2 separate regions of the Rattus norvegicus genome follow, and region 2 is linked to region 1. A link is a contact called in public Hi-C data. All regions are on one chromosome and are shown on one strand. The core of a region is the stretch at or near the end of the contact, and the rest is flanking DNA. Distances in the headings are between cores, read along the strand shown.

The links. Hi-C and Micro-C count contacts between places; a contact is called where the count stands out from the background.
Region 2: a Hi-C map of liver shows a contact between it and region 1, with 4 times the contacts expected there. The contact joins the promoter of Insyn2b here to the enhancer-like site in region 1. A contact is called at or near these places in 5 of 12 Hi-C or Micro-C datasets (Schwann cells, frontal cortex, hepatocytes and 1 more).

What each region holds. Positions count from the first base shown.
Region 1 is chr10:19,343,102-19,348,795 of GRCr8, reverse strand. It overlaps Dock2 (dedicator of cytokinesis 2), which reads left to right. Exons shown (of 52, transcript NM_001419946.1): 45 at 4,449-4,625. Among named protein-coding and RNA genes, the nearest start is that of Foxi1, 32 kb to the right of the region's middle. Within about 2 kb of position 3,860, at least 1 of the 93 cell types and tissues checked has an H3K27ac peak or open chromatin away from gene starts, as enhancers often do. A contact at or near this core is called in liver, where this site is marked.
Region 2 is chr10:19,417,741-19,422,645 of GRCr8, reverse strand. It overlaps Insyn2b (inhibitory synaptic factor family member 2B), which reads right to left and starts at 2,085. Exons shown (of 4, transcript XM_008767623.4): 1 at 1,491-2,085. Dock2 (dedicator of cytokinesis 2) reads left to right here. Exons shown (of 52, transcript NM_001419946.1): 28 at 3,879-3,977.

The DNA.
Region 1 (5,694 bases), core at 2,611-5,110:
TTGCTGGGCATTGAACTCAGGACCTCTGGAAGAGCAGTCAGTGCTCTTAACAACTAAGCCATCTCCCCAGCCTGAGATACAGATGTTTAATTCCTGCCTATGTGACTGAGCATTTGTTTTCATTATATGAACTTGTCTCTTGTTGTCTGTTTTCTGGTTCTATGACTCCATCTGTCTTAGGGTTTTACTACCATGAACAAACATCATGACTAGGACAACTCTTATAAGGACAACATTTAATTGGGACTGGCTTACAGGTTCAGAGGTTCAGTCCCTTATCATCAAGGCAGGAACATGGCAGCATCCAGACAGGAATGATGCAGGAGGAGCTGAGAGTTCTGCTTCCACATCTGAAGGCTTCTAGCAGACGACTGGCTTCCAGGCAGCTAGAATGAAGGTCTTAAATCCCACACCCACAGTGACACACATACTCCAACAGGGGCACACCTTCTAGCAGTGCCACTCCCCGGACTGAGAGGATACAAGCTATCACATCACCACTGTGTGTGTCTAGAGGAGTGTTTTAGGATGGACTTTCAGAAAAAGTCCTGCCTATTTGTTGGGGACTCTACCGTGTCCTCAGCCTTAAAGTAGGAGAATGACAATTCAGCTAGGCCATGGGACAACAGTATGATATTGGAGGATCATTATGTATCCTCTCGTCTCACTTTTAAAATTAGGAGCTACAAAGTGTGGAATCTCAGAGCTGCAATGGGTGCCCAAAATCACTGGATCCCAGAGCTATAAACTCAAATCTCTTCCAAGCCCTGTAAGATAAAGTAAATAAAATGTCACATCAGGCTATTCGTAACTGGTAGAGGCTGACCAATGCAAGCAGCCAGCTCTCTCCCTACTGAGTTGACTTTGTGGGAATCCTACTAAGTGCTTGCTGAGTGACAGCATGGCCTGGTAATCTTCGGATTCTTTCCTGATCCCTGTCTGATATACTCTTTTGTATGGGAAGAAGCTGAGGCCAATGGTGAACTTGAACCCTTTAACTGATGTTAGTCATTGATGCCTGCCCTGTGCAGCTCACAGGACTCCTGAGTTGGCTCAAGCAGATGACATAAGTGGGAGGAGCTAGAGCAACTGGAAAGAAGGCTGGCTTACTGGGAATGGAAATCCCTACCCCTTCCCACTCACCTTCATGCTGGTTCCCATGGCATTTTGCCTTAGGAATTAACTGTCCCTTCACAGAGATTTGGACATAAGCTATTTTGCCTGCCCATAGAAACTGAGGATCAGCTCAACATAGATGCCAGAGATCTGAGGTGCTAACATCCCAACAGCCAGTTGATGGCGGGCTTGGTGATACAGTCTGATACGCTTGTGATGGAAGTCCACCTTTGCAGCCAAGAACAGCTCAGTTTCCCTCTCCAACTCTGGCACCCACTGTCCTTGGGCATGCACATTATTAGTTACTTTTATAATCCTGTGATAAAATCCCATGGCCCAATGCAACACATACATTTATTTTGATTTTAGGATTCCAGAGAGATAAGAGTCTGTCATGGGATAGAGGCATGGCAAGAGGCAGCAGACAGGGTAGCAGAGAGAATGAGCTGGAAGGCAGGCAAGGCTATAAACTTTCAAGTCCCACTCCCATTGACATACTTCCTCCAGAGAGTCTGCCCCACTTTCCAAAACAGCGCCACAAACTGGGACCAACTAATCCAAAGCCTGAGCCTATGGGGGGAGGCCTTCTTACTCAGACCACCACAGAGCATCACTTCATATGTCCTTGAGTATGTGCATACTGGCATCTGAGGTGACTGTAAATGGCGCCATCTTTGTTGCCTGGTTTGTGATGAATGGTTGTGATGGTTTTGATTTTGATCTCTGCTGTCAGCAGATGACACCCATGCCTCCCTCCAAGTGCAGCACCCCAAGTTCCACGCACAACTATGTTCTTGCCTTTCTCAAATGCCCATCTGTGGAGAGCCAAAGCTCTTCCCTGCTCAGTCTCTGTTCCTGACAGCTATAATGAGAATTCATGTTTTCGGAACCAGAAATAGTCTCGAACGTGTACAGGCAAGCGAGTCATTAAGCCTTACCATTTCTCTCATGACTCGTTTCAAAGGCTGTTTCTTCCGGACGTGTCCAGTTTGTTGTTGGAATTCAGGTGACGCACTGTGCTCCTCAGCTGAGGGGCAGCTTTTCCTTAGAACTCATTCTGCACCTCAGCCTTCTAAAGTGCCCCAGAGTTGGCTTGCATACAGTACACGAACTTGGACATGGCTCTCCACTTTAGGCATTAGGACAAGCAGTGTTCTCCTCCAGTTCACACTCTTAGTGTTTATGTATGTGTATGTGAGTCAAGGTGCCTGTATGTATGCAGATATGGGTACTATAATTTGGATAATGAATCCAAATTCAATATAATTTGAATAAGATGAATATAGATGTTCCCAAAAAGTCTGAATGTGAAATATTTGTCCCCAAAAGAGTGCTGTTATTAAATACTATGAACCTTTAATAGGAAGTGCCTTGGGGAATTTCTTAGGTTAAGGATTGGGAGCTCCAAATCTCTCACTTTCTCTCCTTGCTTATGATGTGAGAGTCTACACTGACACAACCTTCCCACTGTTGAATCTACTGCCTTTACCTGAGGCCCAACCCAGGGAATTGCCTGATCTCAGACTCTGACCTCCAGAATCATGAGCAAAATAAACCTCTTTTCCTTATAAGGAAAATTGGCACTTAGTTATAGTAGCATGTCACTGACTAATACTATGGGTGACAGAAAGATAATGGTAGTGACAGGAATTCTGCTCCCGGAGCCTTCTCATTGAAGAAACTTCCATCTCTGTTTTAGTTACTTTTGCTGTGAAGAGACACCATGACCAAGACAACTTATAAGGAAAGTGCTTATTGGGGCTCACGATTTCATAAGGTTAGGCCTTCGTGACCATTATAGTGGGAAGCATTACAGCAAGCAGGCATAGTGTTGGAGCAGTAGCTAAGAGTTTACATCTTGACCTGCAAGTTGGAGAGAGAGAAAGAGCTAGCTGGGAATGGCGTAGACTTTTGGAACCTCAAAGCTCATCCCAAGTGGCACATATCCTCCAAGGCTACACCTCCTAATCCTTCCTAAACATTTCCACCTACTGACGACTAAGTATTCAAACACATGAGCCTATGGGGGCCATTCTCATTTAGACCACCACAATCGCTGAGAGCAACTCTCAGAGAAATGGTTGGGGAAGCTGTGTTAGATCAGTAATTATAGAAATAACTTCAGAGTGTGGCTACAGAGGCTGACTGATCCTATCATTCACATGGTAGGGACAAGTAGTGGGGACATTTCTCAAGAGCTGTGCAGTGTCAGATATTGTATTGTCTCAATTAATCTTCACCACACAGCCAATGAGGCAGGCACATCACCATCATGATAGACGATAAACTTAGATCCCTTCCTCCATGAAGGTTTCTCCAATTTCTTATCTCTTCCCTCCCATCCTTTCCCACCAGTGATCTTCCCTTTTCAGAATAACTGATACACCCTGTCCTAATACTTGTATGCATTAATAACAACATTTTCCAATAGGTTCCTGAGGTAGGTGTTCTTACTCCAGTCTTACCGGTGAGTCATCTGGGGCTCACAAGGTGAGGAAACTCGGCCCTGCATCACAAAGATAGAAAACCACAGACCTGAGATTTGGTACTCACTGCTCACCATACCAGGTTGTGGTCAGCAAACCAGGGTCTGTGGTCTGCCTTTCTGCATGCTTCTGCTTTTGTGAAGGCTTTGGTTGGGACAACCACACTTTCCTGTCCAGTTTGCCTGGTCATTGTTTCTGCTCGACAGTAACAGAGTGGAATTGTTGTACCTGAGCCCATCTGGCCTGCCAATCCTAAAATATTTACTCTCTGGCCCCATCGCAGAGATGTTTGCTGACCTCTAGTTTGGTTTTGACTCTGGACCGTAAGCTTCTGCAAACTTCGATGTTTGTCTGTTGTCATTAACACCACTGTTTATCTTAGTTTATGAGAAGTGTGGGGGAAGAGTTCACTGCCATTTCATCTTCCCTCAGACTGGTCTCAGGGCCTGCTGTGTTCCAAACTAGATGCTCCTAGAGCAAGCTCTGTTGATTTCTCTGGCCAGTAGCATACACAATGGCTTCCAACCAGTGTGTGATGAGTTGGTTTGAAGTGCGTTTTATCCAGTTAGCTGGGAGAGAAACCTTCCTGGACGTATTCAACCTCTGAAGTCTTAGCAGAGCCGGCCACTTCCTGCCTGTATTTCCCCAGAGAAATCCTTCTCCTCTAAGCAGAAAGCCAGCCAGCCTGTCCTTGGCCAGGACACAGCCCCCAGAGCTGACTCATTACCCTCAGATCCTGCTGCAGCCTGGGGAGTAGGGGCTGCCTTTGAATTCCTACCCTAGTGAAATCAATGCCAATGATTCTGCCACCCGCTAAGGCTCTAGTGCCAATCTTCTTCTCAACAGACCACAATTAGTCCTCTGGAGAATGCCATCGAGACCATGTCCACAGCCAATGAGAAGATCCTGATGATGATAAACCAGTACCAGAGTGATGAAAGCCTCCCCATCAACCCTCTCTCCATGCTCCTCAACGGGATCGTGGACCCTGCTGTCATGGGAGGCTTCGCCAAGTATGAGAAGGTGAGGGAACTTGGAGTGTATGCCCATGCCCATCCTTGCTTGATCCCAGATGGACAATTAGCTTGGTTGGTCATCAGGTTTCAACCTGAGCTACAGTTTCCTTCTCATCCTGATTCCACACCTGGATGAAGAAGAAGCAATTTCCCAAGGGTCTCCGTTCCCCTGGCACCTCCGGGAAGGTCTGTCTAGATAAGGCTCCGAGGTGACTACAAGCCACAAGCCACAAGCCATGACATTTGGTAAACCCATCTCTTCTACGAAGTTTTGAAATAGCATAGACACAGATTCAGAGAAAGTAAGAAACTCAGAATCTAAACATGCGGAAATCTGGGAGACCAACTCCACAGGCCTAGGCATAGTCTAGATATGCAAGTCATGGGGTCCCTTCTGGAAGCCCCACATATTTGGGCCTAATATTGTGTATTTGACCCACCTGGTGTAGATGGCCAGAGGGAAATACCGTCAGTTATTGGAGTCATAGTTGTAGCCCCTATTGGAAATGGCCGTGTACCAATAAGAACTAGCATGACTCAGAATAAAGAGTCCTGAGCTGCCTTGCAACTATCAGACCCTGAATGAGGGATGAGCTCCTCTTCCTACAAAACCACACTGTGTATTCTCTGTGCTTTGTCACTTTGTGGTGCAAAGGCAAGAATGTCCCGTGTGCACTAGTTCAGAAGCAGGAATAAGCATCACACAGTCAGTCCTTTTGGCTACCCTGACACATCTGTGGTCACTCTTTGTGTAGCCTTCAGGTCTGCTGCTGCAATGTGCCTGCATAGAGTGGTCATGTGATATGGATAGGAACTCAGAAGGGAGGAGTGGAGGAGCCATGAGGGAGTCTGGGAGGCAGGCTTGCACAAGCATGAGGGGAAGGTCTTCTCTCAGCTTTCTCCCTTCAGCCATGATCCCCTGGAGCCTCAGGATCCCTCCCAGGCTCCCTAACACAGGAAGCCCTGCACTAAACCTCCCTCCAACTCAAACCCCCAGAATTTTAGTTCAGTAAAACCCAGTTGGGGCTAGAGACTATATGTCAAGTTCCCCATTTGGAAGTTTCCAGGGGAGCTGC
Region 2 (4,905 bases), core at 836-3,335, 76 kb before region 1:
GACCTAGTTTTAAACTGTGTCTCCTCATGCTGTGATTCATTAGCCACATTTTAAACCGCCCGATTAGAGCGAGGTGACTCTGCCTGGTTTGTGCCAGAGTCTCAGATTCAATTTCTCTCTGGAATTTAATATGCAAGTCCCTCTGGTACTCTTGTTTTAAGAAGCAATTTCCTATCCAGGCACCTGGCATGCTGCTTTGGTATGGATGAGTGGCTGCCTCATGCCTGGGTAGTAAATATATGTCGATTATAGAATTTCTGCCAGGAGTCAAAAGAAGAGGGTTCTAATTGGCTCAGATTACAAGGGGATCCCCCAACTCCCCGAGAACCCCGTGCAACACTGAGGCTTCTCCAGGTCGTTGGAGGGGATTGGGAGTGTGAACTTTTAAGGATATAAAGTTTGAGCAGCAGGCGACCTTAGGGCTGGCTCTGTTGGCTGCCCAGGGAAAATAGTCGCCCCTACCCCCCAATTTCTCTAAGAATTTTAGACATGGCAGGTATGAAAGTCTGGCCTCAGACTTCAACTTGGGAAAAAAAAAAAAAAAAAAAAAAAAACCGGGAGAGGGCCAAGACACAATTGCCATTTTGAGGACAGTCTTGAAAGGAGCCATCAGATAAGCACAATGTGCTTCCATTATCCCTTCATTGCATGGGAGAGCGTGAATGGCCATTCAATTCAAATGACAGAGAAGAGCCTTTAATGAACCTAGTGCCTGTGGCTCTCTCTACTTCAGGGTGTCTGTTAGTCACATCTATGTGATCGCCTAAGGATCAATACCAAAGTGAGCTGGGCACTGTGGGAGAAAATCAGGACGCTTCCGGTTCAAGATAAAGCAGTCAATTTTTGGTTAACAGGCAAACGCAAGTGACCTGTCTAAACTTCCATGGCAGTTGCATGCAAATCTAGTGGAAGGCACCCGACTGGGCTCTTCTACGTGCTTGCCGATCAGGACAGAGAAAATAAACGAGCTGGTAAAAAGTGATTTGGATTGATCCGTGAACTCTAAGGCACCGACTGACTCCTAATAAAACAATAATGGTTTATTTCATAAAACGGTCAAACTCTCTAAGGGAGAATGGAAACCACCCCCTCCCCTCTTTCATTATTTAAAGAAAGAAAGAAAGAAAAAAAGGCATAGAAGTTTCCTTAAACAAACCCTAAGAGAACGCAGCCTGTTCGAGGTAATTCCAAGCAACTTGAGCTCCTCTGAGGTTTGCTCTTTACATTTTCTCCTCTTCCAATTCAAATCAAGCCACTGGGAATAACGAGCCTTGCGGATCGAGGCATTTGGGGCAGCCTGCAGTTCTGACAATGGTGGATTTCCACCACACACACACACCCACACACAGTCTCAGCACTCGGTTAAGCCAAAGATTTAAAGTAAAACTGTTGTCCGAGAGACCACAGCATTTCTTTTTCTCCTACAAGATCATCGATTTAAAAAAAAGAGAGAGACAAAAAAAAAAATCAAACCTTCCCATATCTCTTACCTTCAAGCAGTGGAATTACCTGCAGAGGATGCAGCCCCCTTTCTCCTACAACGAGTCAGCCTTTGAGCAGAAGTGAGATAACTCCAGAGGAAGGGAAAATAAGCCCTTTATATTGTAATTTTTCACTGTTTATATGCAAGGAGTGTAGTGGGTCTGCTCACGTAGGAATAAATAAAAAGACGAACAAACTGAACGGCAGCTACCAAATGAAGAGAAAAGCCCTCTAGTGGCCGCAGGGTGAATTCCTTCAGGAAGGGAGAGAAGAGACGGAGGGAGCCGAGGAAGCACAGGTACACACCCACACACACACACACACACACACACACACACACACACACACACACACACACTCACACACACCCCTCTACTACCTCTCTCTCTCTCCAAACTCTCTTCCTTCCCTACGTTTAAGCTAGCCAGAGGTATAAAATGTCATTTCTTGATTTCAGTGAGACCTCGTGCGTGAAGTTAGCTGCTTCAGCCTGGTTGGAAAGAGTTGAATAATTCTGCAAACTCACTACTACCCCCGCCCCCCGGAGGTCTAGCCAGGAAATAACAAGCAGGTGGAACCCCCCAAGGCTTTGAATTCCTCTGTGCAAGGTGGCTGGGGATCCTGAAAGTCTATGCTTGGTGCTCTGGGCCAGATATCCGTGTTTCCTAACACGGGGTGAGTTTAGTGGCCGCCAGGTCCTGTGCAGGTGACCTGCTTAGTCACAGAGCTCCCTTCTTTTAAAAGGTTATTCAGCTGTTCCAAAATTATCAATAGTATCTTAAGTGAGGACCCTACATCGTCACCCCATTCTGTTCTATAACTGGCCCTGCTGATTGGGAAGGCATGGCACCCTTCACTTCCTAGTTGAAAAGAACCAGGAAGCAATGGGAGCCCGTACCTATGTGAGCTACTTTGGTAATTGAGAGCATGCGACACATTTAGCCAATTGAAGAGACCTACCAAGGAGTGCAGAGGAGGCTTCCTGGGGTCATTAGCACGTCCAGCACTAGAGCAGACCTACAGGCCGGCTAATATACAGATTACATGCGTGCATGTGTATTTGATATTTCTAACAACATGAGAATTTTTTAAACAAAGGCCACAGTTTGTGACACACACATAGACACACACACACTCTCTCTCTCTCTCTCTCACACACACACACACACACACACACACTCTCTCTCACACTCTCTCTCTCTCACTCTCTCTCTCTCACACACACACACACTCTCACTCTCTCTCTCTCTCTCTCACTCTCTCTCTCTCTCTCTCTCTCAGGTATCACACAACTTTATTTTTCAACATGGAACTTCGAGCCAATCCTCAGCAGTGGGAGTCCCTGGATACTCCCTGTACCCCACCACTATCCAGGCAAGCTTCAGACAAATCTGTCCTGGGCGGGTCCACACTGAGACCTCCTCTGGCCAAGATGGCAGTCCCTCTAGGATCTGGCAGGAAACAGTTGAGAATATCATCTCAGCCCTGCTTGACGAGTGGCCAGTGCTTTCTTTGTCAGCTTCTAGAATGTATCTCCTCAAGTGCGGCTTCTCTATGCCAGCATGGCCCCAGCACAGACACTTAACACCCTGGGAGGGAGAACACAGGAGAGTCTGAGTGATGCTCTGGGCCATGCCTTTCTACAATGCATGCTTCTCCACTCCCAGGGTTCCCTCAAGACCCACCTCCTCCTCGGGTCTCTACCTTGATTTCCTTCTTGTCTGACTCCTTTCCTCATGAACATTAATCATGCTTTCCCAACTAAATAATAAACTCGCTAAGAGCAAAGGTTGTCTCTCCACATCTCCTTTGTCTTCTTTATCCCTAACAAATGCCAGTCCCGGTAGGTGTTAGGTTCTCTCATGGCTGATTGATTCATGGCGATCCAGTAACTGATCTCTCTGCAGAGACTTGCAATGCACTTAACGGCGCCGTTGGAGAGGTTGATCTTTCCAGGAATTCTTCTGGGAGTGGATATGGGCACAGATAAGACGGTGGGGATTCACACAGACAAAATTATTTACCAGAAAATGAAACCGACCGCCCCTGAGGACCTTGGCTGGCATAGGCTGAGTCTCCCAACATCCACAGAGTGCAGTTCCCAAGGTGCAAACAGCACAGAGGTGGGGCTAGATGGTGGGTCTGCTCTTGGTTCTGTATCTGGAGCTCTTAGCACAGCTACAGACACATAATGGGTGTTTAATGAGTGCTTTTTAAATGAATTAGCAGTAAGGACATTTCCTCTTAGGGAATTGTTTTACATGCCAGCAAGAGGAGACACTTCACTGCTGGGTGGCCCTTTATCCATGCCTGGGGTGGCTGTATGTTTTCAAGTTTGATGCTAAGGAGACAGAAAGGACACATTTCAGCATCATATTTTCCATTATGTTTTGTAGAGTCACTTCGTGGCATGCATGACAGCCATCTTGGACCAGATGGGCGACCAACACTATTCCTTTTATATTGAGACCTTCCAGACCAGCTCAGACCTTGTGGTAAGTCTGCAGGACATGGCGGGGGTGAGGGAGGTCAGGCAAGAAATGGAGAAGAGAGGCGTGGCATACCTTGTGCTTCTGCTCATGAGTTTGGGGCAAGAAGACCCCTACAGATCTCAAGCGCGTGTGTTGCAGATTATGACACACGCATCTGATTCCATATCTTGTATAACTCATGTCTAGAATGTGTCTCCAGCCCATTAAGGTGTGTGCTATGGCTCCCACATCTAGATTCCCATTAGCAAACAAACACTTGTTGATGAATCGTGAGTGCTCTGGAGCTCAAGAACATGAGTGTGAGAGCCCCAATATTTTAGCTTGGACTCCTAGATAAGCAACTATGTGGCCACAGGCAAGCTAACTCCGCTTAAGCCTGAGGTTTTGTTGTTGTCTTGGTTTGGTTTTGGTTGTTGTTGTTTTCTAAACTGTGAGCTAGGGATGACCCTGTCTGTGTCAGAGGCTTTGAAACCTGAGTGTGACAGGAAGCACTCAGCAGAACAGCTGTCACTATGCCGTGACACGTGTACAGTGAGGGTTGGTTCCTGAGCCCCACTCACCTCTCATCTGCGACACCCACCACCATCACCAGAGAGAATTCACAAACTTGGCTCTCTGCCAAGGGTCTAGTACGTAGTATGTGCTTGATCCTTGTGGGGTAAACATTGCCCCATTCTGATGTGGAAGCTGGGACCTTATACCACAGAGGTGATTTTTTTCCTAGAAGCAAAATTTGTTAGAAATAAGCCAATGCCATTTCCAGACTTTCACAATTTAGCTTAAAGCAGTGTTTTTTAAATGATATTCTCCATAGCCCCCTCACTACCCTACCATAAACACACATACATCACATATTACACCACACACACACACACACACACCACATACCATATCACTCACACAAGCACACAAATGTACATGCACACATGTA